Regions from separate parts of the Sus scrofa genome. Here region 1 is linked to region 2. The links are chromatin contacts, called in public HiChIP or PLAC-seq maps. All regions are on one chromosome and are shown on one strand. Each heading gives the region's core, a stretch centred on a gene start, on an enhancer-like site or on the middle of the called end of the contact. The rest is flanking DNA. Distances are from core to core; before and after follow the strand shown. Region 1 overlaps PLCL1 (inactive phospholipase C-like protein 1). Region 2 overlaps PLCL1 (inactive phospholipase C-like protein 1).

Evidence for each region. HiChIP or PLAC-seq counts read pairs in DNA pulled down with a chosen protein or histone mark.
Region 1: a contact with region 2 is called in an H3K27ac HiChIP or PLAC-seq map of alveolar macrophages. The contact joins two enhancer-like sites. A contact is called at or near these places in 2 of 2 datasets of contacts at active chromatin or transcription factors (alveolar macrophages and skeletal muscle).

What each region holds. Positions count from the first base shown.
Region 1 is chr15:101,942,383-101,948,470 of Sscrofa11.1, forward strand. The region is part of intron 5 of PLCL1 (inactive phospholipase C-like protein 1); the gene reads left to right. Among named protein-coding and RNA genes, the nearest start is that of PLCL1, 320 kb to the left of the region's middle. Within about 2 kb of position 2,064, at least 4 of the 83 cell types and tissues checked have an H3K27ac peak or open chromatin away from gene starts, as enhancers often do. A contact at or near this core is called in alveolar macrophages, where this site is marked.
Region 2 is chr15:101,720,639-101,726,189 of Sscrofa11.1, forward strand. All of the region lies in intron 1 of PLCL1 (inactive phospholipase C-like protein 1), which reads left to right. Among named protein-coding and RNA genes, the nearest start is that of PLCL1, 100 kb to the left of the region's middle. Within about 2 kb of position 4,278, at least 1 of the 83 cell types and tissues checked has an H3K27ac peak or open chromatin away from gene starts, as enhancers often do. A contact at or near this core is called in alveolar macrophages, where this site is marked.

The DNA.
Region 1 (6,088 bases), core at 814-3,313, 220 kb after region 2:
TAATGTTGTGTGGTCTCAGTGTTATTGAATTATTCTTAAAATTTATTTGAAATACCTTCTATATTTTATAAATTATTATTCCCTCAAAACTAGATTCTCAGTTATTAAAAACACTTATGTTCTAGAGTTCCCTGGTGGCTCGGTGGGTTAAGGATCTGGCTTTGTCACTGCTGTGGCTCGGGTCAGGTTCACTCCCTGGACCCAGAACTTCCTCATGCTGTGAGCGCAGCCAAAAAACAAAAATAAAAATCGCTAATGTTCTGTTTGCATAATCTTCAGAGAGATTTGATTAATTGGAGTTTATGACCAATTGGAGTTTATGTATCAGTTATAAAACTAATTTAAAAAACTAAACTTTATAAAAATGGTAAAATCTAATGGCTCAGGTAAACATGCCCAATGTAATTCACTTTTAGTTCCTATGAAAATAAAATGGTTAATTGTATTATGAGATAAAGATTTGAAAATCAGTTTTTTTTTCATTTGTTATGAGTTTAGAATTTCAGAAAACTAACATTAAAGTCTCCATTAAGTCAATACTCTTAGACCAGAAGTACGCTACTATTCATCCATATTTCTTGAATGTTCATAGAGTAAAAATTCAACTTCTTAAGTGGCAATTGAAAGATTTGGTTGTCAAGCTGTTGAAAATAATAAATCTGAGTGTTGATAATGTAATGCATGAAAACTTCTGTTTTTGTGCAATTATTTTATATTTTGTACATATTTCCCCTGATGGCAACATCTTTGTGCCTGTGACTCTTGCTAACATATGTACCTTCCCTACATGGCCAGGCTTTCATTTTGGACAACAAGAATCCAAGGTCATCTTTGCATAGTTTTACCCAACATTCTAGCAATGTATATCAAGAGAAACATACCTGTCACAACATCAATATATTTTTTGTTTTCTACTTTAATTTTTGATATGAAATATATTGTAATGGTTGCTTCTACGTCTTCAGAGCAAAACATTTAACCTCCTTAGATAATTCAGAGATTCCCCCAAAGCATGCTTTTTGAATTGTTAAAATGGTAATAGTCTACAAAAGATACAAATGAACTTATTTACAAATCAGAAATAGACTCATAAGTGAAGGAAACAAACTTACAGGAGTTCCCATCATGGCTCAGTGGTTACCTGACTAGTATCCATGAGGATGTGGGTTTGATCCCTGGCCTTGCTCGGTGGGTTAAGGCCATTGCCGTGAGCTGTGGTGTAGGTGGTAGATGCAGCTCGGATCCCGCATTGCTGTGGCTGTGGCTTCAGCTCTGATTGGACCCCTACCCTGGGAACCTCCATTATGCTGCGGGTAAGGCCCTAAAAAGATTGGAAGAAAAAAAAAAAGAAATAAAACAAACTTACAGTTAGCAAAGGGGGAAGAGGGGATAGAGATAAATTAGGAATTTGGGATTACCATATATACACTATTATATATAAAATAGATAAACAACAAGGACCTACTGTATAGCACAGGGAACTATATTCAATATCTTATAATAACCTATAATAGAAAGGAATCTGTAAAAGAATATATATATATTTTATATAATATATATATAAAACTTAATCACTTTGCTGTACACCTAAAACATTATAAATCAGCTGTATGTCAAAAAAAAAAGTATTGAATCTTTAAAAAAAAGGAGAGATGATAGTAGTGCACAGCCCACCACAGTATGGTCTTGTCCAACAAATGGCAGCTGGGACAAATAACGAGGAACTAATACCACCATGCTGTCTGTGGCTGACTTTTGCTGCAGTATTATCCAGGAGTGACTCTAGCTGTGACTGTGGTCACTCACATGGAAAGAATTTCAGGGGAATCAGCCTGTCATTGAGCATGTGGTGAAAAATATCCACACATGCCTGCTTGGAGAGAGAGCTACATTTGTTTATGTGTGTAGCTGTGTATACACGAGGGCCTTTCCATTCCCAGAGTTTGAATTAACTGCTTTAAATATTTGTGGTGTGCTCTGAGACAACCCACACACTTCCTTCACGCATGACAAAGACACTAGTTATGTTGTTCTCCTGCTCTTCCACACACTGGTATCGCAAGGGCTAGCACAGTTCATGGGAAAAAGTGGAAGCCATGGATGTCTTTGGTAACTTACTCTGCCAGACTGTAGCCCAAGCTATTTTCAAACAATAGGGGAAACTACTTCTTAGTAAGAACAGGAATAACAGAAATTCTAAATGTCTTTCGATAGATTATAAAATATATTGTTAATAAGTAACTTAGAAATACCTGACTAATAGATCACTCACATTTAGAACTCTAGCCCCTTTTATGGTTATGAATTATGGTGCAAACTGGCTTATACTTAGTATATAAGTGTTCAATAAATGTTAGTTTCTGTTTAGTGTTGTGATAGCATTCTATTGTCAGTAATAATTTATTAGTATCAATAAAAATTGTGGTATTGTATAGCAGTCCCATTTATAATCTAAATTGCATAAAATATTTCTCGATTTCTAGAGAATGTATTTTAATTGCAACTTGATTTTGGAAGAATGTGGTTATGAATGCTTAGTGTCTCTTTTTTTAAAAATTCATTAATCATCAATGATTTTTAGGTTCAAAATCTCTGTAGTGATAGATCTATGGCTTTCTATGAATCCAGGAGTTACTCTTTAACTGTTTTTACATTTCTGTGGACTCTTAACATTGGAAGCCAAATAACTGTGGAGACTGAACTGGTGATCATTGCTCTTGGAACTTTGGTAGTCCTGTTGTCCCTTCAGCATCAGTCTGCCTGAGATGCCTGCTATACTCTTACTTTTCTTTGGGTTAAAGCAGTCCTTCACTTTTTTTTTTTTTTTTTTCCCTGAAGCATCTCTAGTACCAGAGGAGAGAAACTAAAAATTCCCATGAGACTGCTAGTACATTGAAGTGTTGGCAACAACTTGAAATTTCTTTCAAGATGAGTGTTCAATGGTCAAATTGTCCATTAATTTTACATTCCAGGCCATTAGAGTCCCAGGTGTATTTTACCATGAGTTCTTTCAATTTATACACCAGCAAGTAAAATGAATTCTCCTGGGCTTTTCTCCTTTCTGCTTCTCCCCAAGACCTCTGTTTGAGGAGAATTTCTGAGCATATTCTTTAGAAATGCCCTGTTCCAGTGCTCCTTAAATACATACTACACACCATTGCCTTTAAGCCACTTAGCTGATCTGAGTACCTAATGTGTCTTGTGGGAAATAAAACACAGGACAGAGCTGTTTTGAGGGAGGAAATGCGGTAGAAGCTGCCTAGTTAGGAGATGTTTGAGCGGCAGCGCAATGGAGAAGAGAGAGGAATGCTAGCTGGCCAGGGGACATCACTCATATGTAGTGGGGAAAAGTCAGCACTGAAAAGGAATGCCAGGTTGGGGGTTGTTAATAAATAAAAATTCACCTTCTTCACTATTTTTTCCGAGAATGAGTCTTTTCTCATTTTGCTGTCTTAATCAGGAGGACTCGAGGAGTTGAATCACAAAACAGAAAGATGACCTCTATGCCTCCTTCTTTAAAAAAAATAGAAAACACTTTTACATCAACGTTTCAATGTAAACTCTTCATAATTTAGTCTTTCATTTTTTCTTCCATTAGTTAATAGTTTAATTTCTCTTCCAGTGTTTTTCTGCCTGTGTCGTGCGGCTAGGGCGTGTTGTCTCCTGGTGATCAGGAGATGATGTATTTCTGCACAAACTGTCTTCTCCAATTGGTCTTTGTTTTATAGAGAAACTGACTTCTATTTACCCAAACTGACACAGTCTGGCATTTAGGCCTGGATGCCACTTCTCAGAACCAATGAGATGACATTCTGGCTGATTAATTACATATGTTTCATAACCTGCTGCAGAAAAAGGGGCATGAGAGCATTATGCATTAGAATTATCAAGCTTGATATTTTTGCATGTTTCACTGCTCTTGCAATAGGGAAGATGCCGATTTTGCTTTTGTTATGCTTTTAAAATGCTCAATGAAAATTTCAACAATACAAGAAAAGGGAGCACTTAAAAGTAATACTCTGAAAATGAGTGTGGCTATTATCTGTTTATTAATACAGTTTGTTTTTAAGGAATCTTTACATTTGTAAAAGTAGTAGCGATACTGTACTTGTAGATACATTTTAAAATAGTGAAATGTACATTAAAAATATGTGCAGAATCAAGATATTTATTTTAGTAATAGACTATGTTAATTGCTTTTCATATCACCTTATTGCATAGTTTACTTGTGATTATTTAAATCACAAACAGCTTTTCAACATATTTTCTTCAATCTTTAAAAGCATGAGGAGGAGTTCCCATCGTGGCTCAGTGGTTAACGAATCTGACTAGGAACCATGAGGTTGTGGGTTCAATCCCTGCCCTTGCTCAGTGGGTTAAGGATCCGGCGTTGCCATGAGCTGTGGTGTAGGTCGCAGACGAGGCTCGGATCCCGCGTTCCTGTGGCTGTGGTGTAGGCCGGCGGCTACAGCTCCAATTAGACCCCTAGCCTGGGAACCTCCATATGCCGCGGGAGTGGCCCAAGAAATGGCAAAAAGACAAAAATATATAAATAAATTAAATAAAAGCATGAGGAAAGCAAAGAATATTTTCATCATTTTTACAGCAGAGAAAATGGCCCAGGAAGAAATTGTTGAAGCTAAAACAGAACTAAGATACTCTGACTTTTGTCCCTGCCAGTGTATCTTGCTTGGTGCATCTTATCTCTGACCCCATCTCTGAGACTGTGCCACCTGGGCAATGATTTTCTTTTTATCTGTGTTGTTTCCATGGGTAACAATGAGTAGGAGGCTTTAGTGTGCTTTATAGAGAGTGTGTAATTGCCTTGAAGAGATGCCATATCATGTAGTGGTTAATACTACAGACACTGGAGCCAGCTGATGGACTTTATTTCAGCCCCAGATCTCCCCCTTAGCAGCTGAGTGATTCTGGGAAACGGGGTCATTCTAGTTCTCAGTTTTTTCTTTGTAAACTTAAAATAAGGAAAGTGCCTATTTCATGGAAATGTTGACAGTCGAATAATGAATGTGTGTGATGCATGAAGAAGAATGCCTGCAGAGAGCAAGCACTTTATATGTTGTACTATTATTAGTCGTACTTAAGAACTGCATTTTTTGAAGTGAATGTGACTTCATTCTCTAAGGTCCAGCGGGAACTCCTTATGTCTATAACATTAAGACCCACCTCCTCAACTTCTGCTAGTGCAGTGAATGTCTTCCCCCTAGAAAGTTCATCTTTTTCTGAAAAAGTTTTCATTCTTCAGTCTGAGGCTAAAATATAAATGTGGTATGTAGGCAAGGGCACTGAATCAAGAGGGAGAAGCCCTGGACTTTAGTCCCAGCTCAGTCATTCATGAGCCGTGACCTTGGGTCAGTCACTTCACCTCATCAGGCTCAGCCTCTTTTCGCCTATACAGCTTCCAAATCTACTTCTAAAATCCCAATCCATGATCAAAGTAGTCAAGGGTAAGTTGATTACTTTACCAACAATATTAGCCCTACTTATTGACCCCATATACTGAGAGGCTGTTGTTTGAAGGATTTAGCTATTATGATGTAAGATAGAACTGACAAGTGCCTGTACAGATTTTAAGGAATGAAATATCTCAAGGCATTTTTTAAAATTTAAATTTAAGTTGTTTTTTTTTTTTTTTCTTTTTAGGGCCGCACCTGCAGCTTATGGAAGTTCCCAGGCTAGGGGTCAAATTGGAGCTGCAGGTGCTGGTCGATGCGGGATCCAAGCCTAATCTGTGACCTACACCACAGCTTGTGGCAATGCCTGGTCCTTAACCTGTTGAGTGAGGCCAGGGATCGAACCCGTTTCCTCATGGACACTATGTCGGGTTCTTAACCCACGAAGCCACAATGGGAACTCCCCAAAGCATTTTTTAATACAAGTTTCCTCATACACCCTAAGGTAAAAGTATTCTAAACTAAAGAGATGAAACAGTGTATCATGAAGTACCTTGCATAAAGTAGGTGACATCTTTTCTCAGAGCCTCTGCTTTCTAGAGGAATTCTCCAGCAGTTAGTGTAACCTTGAGTTTCAAGGTCATCCTTTCAGGTGTTGTGGTGAGAATGGAGAAGAG
Region 2 (5,551 bases), core at 3,028-5,527:
AGTCAAAATTCATGATTGCTTTTGTAAGAGGAATAAGGCAAGTAATGATTAACATGAAGTGGAATTGACTCTTGAAAGAAATAAAATACATCTTAGTTGGGGAAGTTAAGAAAAGAATAAGAAAAAAGTTTGAGGCAGACAATTCAATGTTACTCATTTGAACGAACTGTCCAAGAATCTGCATATTCAGAAATATTTCAGTGCAAAAGATGCTGTGGCTTTCATAAGTATGTAAAGGAACAAAGAGTCCTTGGGCCTTGGGATCATTATCTATGTTAGCCTTGGTACAAAATCTCTGAAGAAACTGGGCAAGGTTAATTGAGTGGTTGGCATCTCATTTCAGTTTTTTTTTTTTTTTTTTCCGTCTTTTTGCCATTTCTTGGGCCACTCTCGTGGTATATGGAGGTTCCCAGGCTCCGGCAATGCAGGATCTGAGCCACGTCTGCGGCCTACACCACGGCTCACGGCAACGCTGGATCCTTAACCCACTGAGCTAGGCCAGGGATCGAACCTGCAACCTCATGGTTCCTAGTCGGATTTATTAACCACTGCACCACAATGGGAACTCCTCATTTCAGTTTTTATTACTCTCGTTCAATCTCCTGTTCTCTTACTGGAGTTTTTATTTTTCACTCAACTAATATTTATTGGTTGCTTACAAAGTGAAAAGGTTGCCATAGATAACATTTTTTTTCAAATAAAAAAGCTTAATTTCCGATAACCAGTAAAACTTAAGGACTTTTCTCTTGCTTGAGAAGGTTGGTCAAAGGGAATATCCTGTCTTCACCCCCAAGTATCCACACCTATTGTGATTTTTTTTCTCCAAAGATTGTAAACATTATTTTTTTTAGCCTCCCACTGTCAACCTGTCTGTCATTCAATTTTACCAGCTGGGATTTTGAAAAAAAGTCTTTAAACTATAGTAACAGAAAAGTGGATTAGGTACGTCTACACTGAGAAGTGATGTTTTGGGGGATTGAATCTGTGACTAGCAGGAAAGCTGCTCAGTAATAAAAATACATTTTTTCTAAAATGTACCCCCTTTCATGGTAGGAGTTACAGCCAATAGATGTTAAGCTTTTACGAATCAGAATATGGACTCAGTATATGAGGAGACTCAATCTATTTTATTTATCACTACTCAGTACAGATTGAATGCTTATTGTGTGTGAGACATTATAAAGTATACAAAGTTGAGTAGGAAATGAGTTTATAATCAGCAGAAAGATAGGGCAAGTATACAATCACTTTAGTACGGGTGAGCACTATAACAAATGAATGAAATAAAAGCTGATGAGGTGCACAAGACAAAGGGATTGCTCCTAGCCAAGATTCAGAGCAGGTAAGAGGGAGGAAGTGGTGTTTGTGGTGGATCCTGAATACGATTTTCTGATGAATGGAATGGCAGTCCATATGAGCAGAGGCATGGAGGTGGAAAACTATGGGTCAAGTTAAGGCAAGAGCAATGTTCCAGAAGAGGCAGAAGGGGATAAAGCAGAGAACTAGGGTGGAAAATCTACCTGGGATAAGAAGGAAGAATACTTCCAATTTAGAGAGAGAAACAAAGACCTACAGGGTGAATCTTCAGTGTAGTTTGAGGTGTCGGGGTAGAGGAGATCATTTCATAGCTTTAAACGCATTAGATTAGGGGGCAAGGTCATCTGTTGTGAAGGAGGGGGATTGAAGTTATCTTGAGATCCATTTATTCCAAGAACTTTACTTCAGAGACATATGTCTTGAGAGGTTATGCCTTGTCCAGGGTGACAGCTGGATACAGAAAACTAGAATCCATGTCCTATGATTTCAACCCCAAGCATTTTTTTCCGTTGTAAAAGTCAAAATTCCCCAAAAGGCTACATACCAAAATTAATTTTCTAAGTTAAGCCTTTCTCATCAAATAAGTAACTTTGATCTGTGAACAAAATAATGCCGGCTTGAAAAGAAATCAGTTGATCCCTTATAAACATTGTCTATTTAGAGGAGAAAAAATTTTTTTCCTTTCAACTGAAAAACCACTACAGAAGCATTATGTGTTAAAACAAGGATAATGTCTGGCTGTGATCGAGGAGACCACTCGGGTTCCTGTGTAGGCCCTTTTCTTTACTGCCACACTGTTTTTTTGTGGGCCAGGTATCCAGCTATACTGGTATAGCCGGGAAGAGAACTCTGGGTCTGCTGCTCTTAGAGCTCTGTAGACTCTGAAATGGATAGTTCTAAAGAGTATTTTAGTTTTGGTTAATTTCATGGGTTTTGCACAATTTGAAGTTAAGACATTCAAAATGGCTTCTGGTCATCCATGCCACTTGATCATCCAAGGATGTGGTAGTAACATCAGGAATTCCAAGTTTGGGGTTGGCAGCAATGTCTCAAGTATGAATGCAGTACTGCATCACTGGCATCACACAAGGGCTTAGAGGAGAACAAGAAGTTAAGTTATAGAGGAGGAGTTGCAGTAGACAATTAATCCCTATGTTTAAAAGTCTGACAGAGACAGCTTCCCAATAGTTTTGTGGGCTAAAGGGTTATTTGCACAGATATAAAAATGAACTTACTGGAAGGAAGAGCAGGACGGACTCGCCATTCTTGGCATTTAAAAATGGCAAGTGCCAGGCTTTTCCATGTGCACACATATGTGTGTTAAGAGACTGAAAATTTCGAGATAATCCTTGGCCAGCATATGGGGAAACGGTAGATCAAGTACTGGGAAAAAAAACTCTAATTCTAAGTGAGTTGAGATCCTTTATAGGTGGGTGTTTGAGGTTCTGATATTTCCCAGTCTGGATTTCAGTTATAAGATTTAGTTTCAGAGGCAGACCTCAGCATCCTGGGCAGGAGACTGCTGATTCTGCACTTGTATTCCTGTTGATCTAGAAGAAGCTACATGCTGCACAAAATTCATATCTAAAATCTGTTGACATGGTTCATGAGATTTCACAGGTTGTGGGGCAGTTAGCCTAAACAAATATTTATGGAAAATACCAAAAAGAAATTTGGGTCCATTAGTGGACCAACTGGTTAGCATGTTTCGAGATATATATATATATATATATATATATATATATATATATATATATATATATATATATATATATATTTCTTTATCAGCCTTTGTTAGGAGAAGTTCTAGGAATTCTCTAGCTCAGGGTTGGGAGTCTTTTCTTAAATGACTAGATGGCATGTATGTTATGATTTGTAGGTCATATGGTCTTTACTGCAAGTACTTAAGGCTAGCTACCATTTTAATGCACAAGCAACCATGGACAGTATGCAAACAAATGGGTTTGGTTATGTTTCAATAAATCTTTAAAAAAGCAGTTGGTGAGCCATGGTTTGGTGATTCTTGCTCTAGTCCAATGTCTGTATTTTATTAAATCCCATAAAGTGTCTGGATAAAGGTTACACAGAACCAGGCTTGGAACAACATCTAAATATCTTCCTTTCTACTCCATTAACATTTTTAATTTTTAGATAACTACAAAAGGATGTTCACTAGATATGTAGAAGGTATAAAGGATAACAAAGACTTGTTATTCTCTGTAGCCTCGAGAAGTCCGTTTAAGAAAGATAACGTTATCATTTCCTTCGATGCTCTGTGTGTGCCCCTTTCCAGTCCCTTCCCTTTTTCTTTCCACACAAGAGTTCACCTGCTTGAATTTGGAGCTCTTTATTTCCTTCCCTTCATGGTTTCATCCCATGTATTTCTATTCCTTTTGTAGGGTTTAAAAAGTTATTTTCAGAAGCTTCTATTTCATTTCCCTAGCAGTATTAGAAAGTTTAGGAGAGGAGTTCCTGTCGTGGCACAGTGGTTAATGAATCTGACTAGGAATCATGAGGTTGTGGGTTCGATCCCTGGCCTTGCTCAGTGGGTTAAGGATCCAGTGTTGCCGTGATTTGTGGTGTAGATTGCAGACGCGGCTCAGATCCTGCGTTGCTGTGGCTCTGATGTAGGCTGGTGGCTAGGGCTCTGATTAGACTCCTAGCCTGGGAATCTCCATATGCTGTGGGAGCACCCCTAGAAAAGGCAAAAAGACAAAAAAAAAAAAAAAAAAAAAGAAAAAAAGTTTAGGAGAAGGTGGCCACATTTTGCTTCGTGACTATTTGCAGTTTTCTCTTTTTTGTTTGTTCTTGGCAATATGTTGGGAGGGACTGGGAAGCCAGAGTCGAGTGCCCACACTACCTGACTTTAATGCACCTCATCCCTATTCTTGGGTTTCTTGCGCCAGAGCCGAGGACATCATGGGCTGTCAGAAAAGTGTAGGAGTTCAGTGGCTTTTTTACTGCCACTCCCTTCCTGAGGAAATTACTGTGGTAAATCAGGGCTGTTTCTAGGATTGGCAATGTCTGTTTGTCTGACGGTGATTTTATCTTTGACCTAAATGTATGTGACAGTACCATACTTTTCCAAGTTATATTAATTGGAGAAATTCTTTTAAGAAAATGTTTGTTTCTAGCATATAATAAACAGATAAGGTCAATCTCAAGCAGAATATTTTTGTCAACAATCAAAAACATAACTAATGCTAATATTTATGAATATTAGGTATGTGAATATGAGATATTAGACTATCATTTAGATAAATACATTTCCTTGCTTTTAGGTACCCCAAACATTTTTAGAATCTAATTTTTAGGGCATGCTTTTGGTGACTCTGTAGGAAAATCACTTTGTAGTCTATTTACAAATGCTCCAGTTTTTTTCTTACTTCTGTAGATAATTCACCTGGCTCACTGTAGGTTGTTCCCCAGGGATAGTAAAAAGTTTGAGCTGATCCATCTACAAATCTCACCTGGTCCCTTCTGTGATTGGTAGTGACTGTTTGGTAGGTTACAATCTCTGGCCATAACTGGGATGAAAAGAACTGGAGTTTTGCTAGGAAGGTTGGTACCATGCTCCAATATCTCTCTCAGTTGCCTCAAAATATTTTTCAAATTTCCAACTCAACCACACCTGCCCTAGTCCATAATTTCTTATTTTGATACTTCAATACCTTCCTATCTTCTTTGCTTGATTCTCTTTCAACGGTTCTCAGTGATGGCTGCACGTTGGAATCACCTGAGAGCTTTAAAAAGTACTGTCTAGTCTGTTCCACAGAGATAATAATTTACTTGGCCTGGGATTAATCTGGCTACATTAAAATCATACTACATTTTAAAAAGCTCTCCAGATGAATTTATTGAGCAAATAAGGTTGAGAGCCACTGCTCTAGTATAAGAGGTTGTCTTTTTTTTTTAACCTATTACCTGATATGAGATGTTTGAAAGGGAGAATGGATAGGACTTGGGGAGTGGCCACACATTTGGGATGAGGAAGAGGAATGTGTATAAGATGTTGTCTAGGTTTTGGGCTTGTTCAATGGATGGATGGTGGTCTCATTTACTGAGATAGTAAAAATAGGCATGATGTTCGGGAGAGAAAATGTGGTCCAGTTTTGGACTTAGAATTTGAGCAATCCATTTGAAGATAAGAAACAACATCTTAAATATTAGAGCTGGCCAAAAATGGAAGATGAGTTTTTTCTTTATTGCAAAATATATTAAAGAATCCCTGCCA